Regions from separate parts of the Zea mays genome. Here region 1 is linked to region 2. Evidence: chromatin contacts called from public Hi-C data. All regions are on one chromosome and are shown on one strand. The core of a region is the stretch at or near the end of the contact, and the rest is flanking DNA. Distances in the headings are between cores, read along the strand shown. Region 1 holds the start of AMADH1A (Aminoaldehyde dehydrogenase 1a). Region 2 has its middle 87 kb from the start of LOC103653444.

Evidence for each region. A called contact is a pair of places that touch in the nucleus more often than the background predicts.
Region 1: a contact with region 2 is called in a Hi-C map of tassel, with 4 times the contacts expected there. The contact joins the promoter of AMADH1A here to the enhancer-like site in region 2. A contact is called at or near these places in 7 of 25 Hi-C or Micro-C datasets (bundle sheath, ear, endosperm and 3 more).

The regions. Positions count from the first base shown.
Region 1 is chr4:82,464,046-82,467,779 of Zm-B73-REFERENCE-NAM-5.0, forward strand. It overlaps AMADH1A (Aminoaldehyde dehydrogenase 1a), which reads left to right and starts at 2,094. Exons shown (of 15, transcript NM_001164335.1): 1 at 2,094-2,223; 2 at 2,325-2,467; 3 at 3,324-3,404; 4 at 3,482-3,630. The coding sequence starts at 2,109.
Region 2 is chr4:82,293,095-82,297,110 of Zm-B73-REFERENCE-NAM-5.0, forward strand. No RefSeq gene overlaps it. Among protein-coding and RNA genes, the nearest start is that of LOC103653444, 87 kb to the left of the region's middle. Within about 2 kb of position 1,632, at least 19 of the 20 cell types and tissues checked have an H3K27ac peak or open chromatin away from gene starts, as enhancers often do. A contact at or near this core is called in bundle sheath, ear, leaf and 2 more, where this site is marked.

The DNA.
Region 1 (3,734 bases), core at 844-3,343, 170 kb after region 2:
TCAGTATGTGATGGTTATACCAATTTGGAGAGGTATGTCACCACCATGACACCCTCAATGATCCACAATACTTGCCCAAGGTATTCTCGTTATTGCTCTTCATCGCTTCATTAGCCTGTTGTGTTGTCATCTTACTTCTCAGAGTTGTCTACTACAATTGGTAGGGAAGGGGTTCCGATGGATAAAACTGCAGCATCTGCACCACTTCTCAATGCTATCTTGGATGGAGATTGACGCAAATGATACAGGACTTGAAAACTCAATGCTTGGAGCACTTTAATCAGGAATGGTCAATCTAAAGTTCAATGTTTCAGCATAGTTCTTATCCTAGAACTTCTCTTTAAAACCCTTCCTCTATTGATAACAGGTAGCCACATTTAACTGAAAGTCAATGTGCTCATCAGCCTTTCATTCGTTGCTTCTTCTCATTGCGTATTGCATTGCTTCTTCTCATTGTATACTGCAAATGTGTGAGTATATGCTAAAATACTAAATCACAATCTTTTACTTTCTCAACAGGTTCTTGGTGTCAGTGACCACATTTTGGTTTAGTTACAATGACTATAGCATGACTTTACGACATTCCCTCAAGCATCTAGTTTTTTTACCATATGGATATGTATGGATACAATATATATATAGCAATTAGTTTTATTGTCTATCCCAATTAAGAATGGCCACAATGTAGCATTTGATTGCCATACACCTCTAATCTATCCTACATAAGCAAGAATATGTTAATACAGCGGCAGTTTGTTACATTACCTGAATTTATTTATTAAAATGGCCATTAAAAAGGGTGTTTTGTTACCTATATGAACACATATTGCACTATATACAAATTGAACTGTGAACCATGAAATCATTGAAAGGATGTTTTCGTATTAGAAAAGGTTAGCTGGTTTACTTTCAGAAATGAATTTATCAGTGAGGCAACTATTAGATACCTTTTTAAAAAATATATAACATTTTAGTTCACTTTTAAAAAGGGATTAAAACATCATACCAAGGTAAAATAACCAACTTTAGTCGCTGCAGCATTGTTTTGATGTAAAAAAAAGAGGTTAGTATTACAGGCTCCTTCCTTGAACACTAAATCCTATAAGTACTTCGATGCCCTATATGTCATTCCTCCAATTGCAGTCAGTACATAGTTTACCTCCTTTATTATAATATATAAATTTAACAATGCATTTTATAGCTTCTTTCTTCGATATTTAGAAGCTCAAAAAAAGTGTTCAACTGTGTAGGAACAGTGAGATCAATGATTCAATGCCTGCACCTAGATATGACATGTGGTGATTTTGTTGACTGTACTTTAAACTCAAGTTTTGAACAACTCATTAAACTCAAATTGTGAACAACTCATTGTAACACATAACTGTTGTCTTTTCTACAATGTTCACTATTATCTTGTGTATGGTTTCTATTATGCTCCTAGAACCTTCATTGCAGCCGTCGAGTTTTTTTTGCATGTGTATATATATGTCCGAACCTCGTGGTGCAAAAAAACATGAAAAATGTTGAAAAACAGGTATTATGCTGGTAAAGGCATATGTGGTTGCAGACATGTTCAACTAATATCCTTTTTTCACATATTTGCCAATGATCCGATTATTGTTTTTAAACTTTCTTTACCATGAAGATTACTAATTGTATATTGTTATAATTCAAGTTTAGTTATATTCCTTCTTCATATAAAAGTATCCTACAATAAAAAATTGTGCGCGCTCTGGCGTGCGCCAACCACCAGTATATATATAAAGTGAAGGGGTAAATAGCGTTAGTCAGAAAAAGACAACATTGTATTGGTCACAACATTATATAACATGTTTTGTAACGATAGCGTTAGTGCAGAAAAAGGTACGCATCTGAAACGGACGTGCCAGCAAAAACCGCCACGTGCTGAACCGCCTGCCGCACCGCACTAGCGTCCGCAACAGCAGGAGACGTCCTCGCTTTCCACCTGCACAGAGCGCCAGGGCCGTAGCGTGCCGATCGCTCGATCCCACCAACTGAGGCCACTGTCTAGTTGCCGACTCTCCTCGCAGGCCGCAATCTCGCAGACACGCACCGTCGCGGTATCCGTATCGCCAGAGTCCTCACGGATGGCCTCGCCAGCGATGGTCCCGCTGCGGCAGCTCTTCGTCGACGGCGAGTGGCGCCCGCCCGCGCAGGGCCGCCGCCTCCCCGTCGTCAACCCCACCACCGAGGCTCACATCGGTGAGTAAGCTCCCCCGATCACTGTCGCCTTCTATTATTATACTCTACTAGCTTTTTACTTGGCCTGGCGCTGATGCGCTGGGTTTCGCGTGCGCGCGCAGGCGAGATCCCTGCGGGCACAGCGGAGGACGTGGACGCCGCGGTGGCGGCGGCGCGGGCGGCGCTCAAGAGGAACCGTGGCCGCGACTGGGCGCGCGCCCCGGGGGCCGTCCGGGCCAAGTACCTCCGCGCTATCGCCGCCAAGGTACGCTGGTCCTCTTTGCTCTAGCCTAATTGGGCCAGAAACCACTCCTGTGCTGTGCCTCTGCTTCCAATGGTTGGTACCTACTAGCCCCTAAGCTAGTAAGTTATTCAGAGTGGATTGAATGTGTGACAACTAAGTAGGGGGTGTTTGGGAGTGAAGTTTTTTCAAAGTTTTAGAAGAATACTGCAGTATTCTCAAAAACTATAGTATTATATACTAAAAAGGTGTTTGGCAAGCCAGCTAAAATCTCTGTTTTCAAAACTAAAGTATTACAAATACTGCAGCTCTTTTGAAGTATTCTAAACTTATGTTTATACCTCAGTTTTCTCTGTAAAACGCAGCGTGCACATCTCTCCCACGTGCAAAAAAATACTTTGCTTCCAAACACCTCTATGTATTCAATACTGTGGTATTCTAAAACTGTAGTATTTTAAACTGTGGTATTGTCATGACTAAAATATACCGTAGTATTTCAAAAACCGTGGTTTCCAAAAACTTTGTTCCCAAACAGGCCCGTACTTGTGAAATATACGTTGGTTTCCGTACACTCCATTACTGTTTCTGCGTTACATGAGCAGAGGCACAGAAAGTACAAATTAAACTCCTCCAATTGTAAACCAATCTATTCAGGGGAAATCCTTATGTTCTGCTTTTGGTGTGAACAAACTATTGCACTTCCCATCAATACAGGGTGTGTTAGCTTTATTATCAACTCCAATTTCAAAACACCTCAAAAGATCTTTCTCTTTAAACTTCAATTGAGAAAGTCTTGTAACATTTGGCTGGGCCATCAAAGTTTTGTTCAAATATATTCACATATGTCACATTTTGTGTATAAGAATGTCTTCTTATTCAGGTGATTGAGAGGAAACCTGAGCTGGCTAAGCTAGAGGCACTTGATTGTGGGAAGCCTTATGATGAAGCAGCATGGGACATGGTATGTGACACCTTATGGAAGTGCAATTTATTTTCACTAGCTTGCAATTACAATCTGTTTGGTATTCCATTTATCAGGATGATGTTGCTGGGTGCTTTGAGTACTTTGCGGATCAGGCAGAAGCCTTGGATAAAAGGCAAAATTCCCCAGTTTCTCTTCCAATGGAAACTTTTAAATGTCATCTCCGAAGAGAGCCTATTGGGGTAGTTGGGCTGATAACTCCTTGGTATTTTCATTTCCCCCTCACTTAGCTGTTACTTGTATTTATGACCAAAACTCACAGGCGAGTGCCTTATTCAGTAATACAACTTCATTTCTCATAGATCTCAG
Region 2 (4,016 bases), core at 382-2,881:
AATAAATTATGCATCATGCTGAGATTTTGTTTGTGCATATGTTTTGAGATAACATAGTTATACACTGTTTTCTTACAAATCTCGAGGACGAGATTCCTGTTAAGGGGGGTAGGATTTGTAAGGCCCAAAATCTATATAAGAAAAAAATAATAAAATAAATATGAGAAGAAATAAAATATTAAATTCAGATATCTCAAATTATACTTGAATGCTGAAAATTGAGGAACTAAATTTTGAAAACCAAGAACCATTTTAGAAAAGAAGTAATAGAAAGGTTTTCTATTCAACTAAATGATTATGCATATCATGATGCACCATAAGCATTTATTTACATGAATATTTAATTTTGAAGTAACTTTTACTTCTTATCCCACATTTAAAATACTATTTTTCTAAAAATAAAGAAAACCATATGAGTGCTTTTCATATTTCAAACATCTACCAAACAAATAAATCAATTAAAATAAATATATATCTATTGCTTCATAATCAATTTTGAGTATGTATTAAAAATTTGAATTCCTAAACTTTAGCTTGGATTTGGATTATAAAATTTGTAAATCAAAAGAGGATGAGAATTTGGATTTAACCCAAAGGTACAATTTTTGAATTTAAGAAAAGAGAAAGAAAATATTGTATAAAATAGAGAAAATAAATACATAAATAAAAATATTTTATTCCTACTGATTTTTGAATGTGAGCAGTTAACTCAAGTATGAATCTCACACCTAAAAGTTGAATTCAAATTGGAAATCAAAAATTGGAAAAGAAAAGGGAAAAGGGAAAAATAGAGAAGAAAAAGAAAAGAAAAAGAGATGTTGGGCCGCCATCCTCACTGACTCGGCCCAATTGGGCAATCTACTTACTCGTGTGACCTAGTTCGCCCAGGAGACCGACTGGTGGCCCCCACCAGTCAGTTGTGCGCGCACCAATTCGTTCACTGAAGCTACGCGCTAACAACTAGGCCCCGACCTTCAACCTTCTGTGCTGGGTGAACACATGCGCCTGTGCCACTGGATGGTGGTGCCAACCTGTCAGGTCCGTCCTCAACCACCAAGCCACACTCCGCGGACGCCATCGCGATCCTCGCATCCGTGAGCATTGACCCAGAGCTCATCGTCGCGCGCATATAAAAGGACCGGGCCGCAACCTTCTCTCCTTCTGCAATCACTCACCCACAATCGCCTGCGACGAGTCCCTCACCGTGAATATCACCCTCAGCTGGCGGTCGCGAATGTCAGACTGCCCTTCCACCACCGCTTGAAGACAATTGATCGCCGCCGCGCCTTGTCGGACGTGCCCTGGTGCTTACCCTGACCCTGGGGAGCGAGTGCGTGGCCATAGCTCTAGAGTTTTGCCGCCAGGACTTTGCTGGCCGGTGTTGTGACTCCGCCGCGAGCCACGATTCCCCGTGGTCAGACCCCACTGCTTCATCATTTCCAGTGTGGATTCCTTCCCTGAGTTCGCCAGGTCCTTTATTACGTTTTGCGCACTGTGGATTAGGACCTAGGGCTTGTCTGCATAGTTCCGCCGTGCTCCGGCGAGATCTGTGGTGGGGGAAGCAGGGCGCCGCCGGGTGCTATGACTGGGGTTGGGGAATAGCCCTTGTCGTGGATCGTCGCGTGGACGGCCACGGTTAGAAGCGGAGTACCGGTTCAGCCAAGGAGTGGTGGTCGTCCGATCGGTATTGTACGGGGCTGGGGCGTGTTCCACCATTTTAGATCTAGACCATTGATCCGTTCACGTACGTGCGAGATTAGATCGTTGTGTGTACCCCTTCGTTCTTTTGATCCAAGACGTTGGTCGGTGTCACACCCGTTTCCAAGGGGCAGAGCTGGGTGCATAGCACATGTGTGCCAGGATCTATTTCCACACATATGTTGACGTCACAAGTGTAATATATCAAAAGAACAATGCATAAAAGTGTAAATAATGATTATATTAACATATTACACTTTGAACAGACATAATGTCTTAACCTTTATTCATCAAAGTACAGCGAAACATGCACATCCATCCACAGGAAGATGACCGGGGGTATCACTAGACTAGCATCCATGGAGTTCAGCATCATATCTTCATCTGCAAGCTTGTGATCAAAATTTAAGCAAGGGTGAGCTCACTTATGGTCGGGGCTCAGCAAGTGGGGGAAAATTAATGCAAGTTTAACATGGTGAGGCTATGGTTGAGCAGTAAGCATTTTAGTTGGTCAACATTTTGTTAACAACACATGTCTTACTAATAAGTGTGAATCCCAAGTATTCCCATTAAACAAAGGTATAAGAGTATATCAGAAACACTTAAGTGAAACCACTTAAGCAAACCATTGGCAGATCATCGGATCTCGATTTATTTCCATCTTCAAGTTCAATTATCATGTGAGAAGTCCAGGCTGCTCATAACCGTGAGCACAACTGATATAGCAGTTTTACACTCTACAGAGGTGGCGCATCTTTACCCATGAGTCGTGATTCCCTTATAGCCTGGGTTAGCTAGACCCGTATTCACTTCCGAGGTGAATGGCCAGGGTCTCACTACGAGGCCTCTCCCTAGAGTCCTCATTACGCAATTGCTAGAAATGGTCAACTGCATAAGGTACACCTACCGTAACCAACTTATAGTCTAGACTACAGGGTAAAGCTTTGGGAACTATGCCCGTATCCAATCTGCCTGAGCCGGAACTATAAGCGCTTGCCAGATGCCCCTGTTCCGGTCGACCACGACCAACACCCAACATAAGACTTCCCTAGTTATTTAGCCAAGACCAGAGCCATGATAGTTCTCATGGTAGCACTGTTTTCCTGGGTGGTCACTCCATGTTCCAATTAACATGCAATAATCTTGTTTAACCATCGGGTTAACAACAATAATGTAAACTTACCATTTGGAACATTAGTATCATAAACAGGAGTAACTGCATAAATTTAAGGTTGTAGCAATAGCATAGCTACTTGATTAGATCATAATCCAGGTTAAACAAGGAGTAAGGTTGGAAAGGTTAGGGGTATCTAAATAGGTAACCCATCAAATTATGCATATATATATCCAAGAATAAACTTTATTAAATGTATTATTTGGGATCAAATAGAGTATGGAGAGGGAGAAGTCCACTTGCCTTGCTTATTGAAAACTTGAGGTTCTTCCATGGATAGGAACAGATCTTGATTCTTAACTACTAGATCAACCACTGAATATCCCACAAACAAACAAGAAGAACAAACACCACTCAATAACATACCACATTCATCATACGTAAAGCTAAAAGAAAGCCTAACGAAAAGAGCGTTCGTTTTTCAAAACATCGCAAGTAATGGTTATAATAAGAGGGTATTCGTTTAAAAAATGTGTGATCTATACTTTATAAAACAAGACATGAGCTTAAAAATATCTTAATTAAAATATACAAATATTAGGTTCACCAAATTAATCTTTTATAAAACGTCATACATGATATGTCTAATATTAAGGGTTTATATCATGTTATAACAATATTAAACCTTTCTAACCTTTTAGAAAAGATATAAGTTATATATCTAAGGTTAATGAGTTATGAAACACATTATTAGACATTAATTGATGAGAAGCTAATATATAAGCCTAAACATGTTTTATATGGAGAGATAATGAAACAAATAATTATCTTTATCTTTATTGAGAAAACACATGGCTTATATTATTATTAAGGAAGCTATATTCAAAGTCAATATATGTAGTAACATTTTAGTTATTACTTTATTTTACCCTTTAGGAAAACTAAATGATTTATATAACATGGACTAAATGTGATAAAATAATTAATCAAGCCTATATAACTAGTTATGAACAAGTTGACAATAGGTTTGACTAATAAATTATGATAAAGGATAATTAATCTATTAATTATCTTTAATTCTATTGTAGAAACAAAATGATCTAAATGATCTAATTCATTAGAAAGGAAATTATATATAAACTATCATTTTAGTTTATAAAAGCAATGACCCTTGTTATCTTTTAATTAAGAAAATATAAATAAT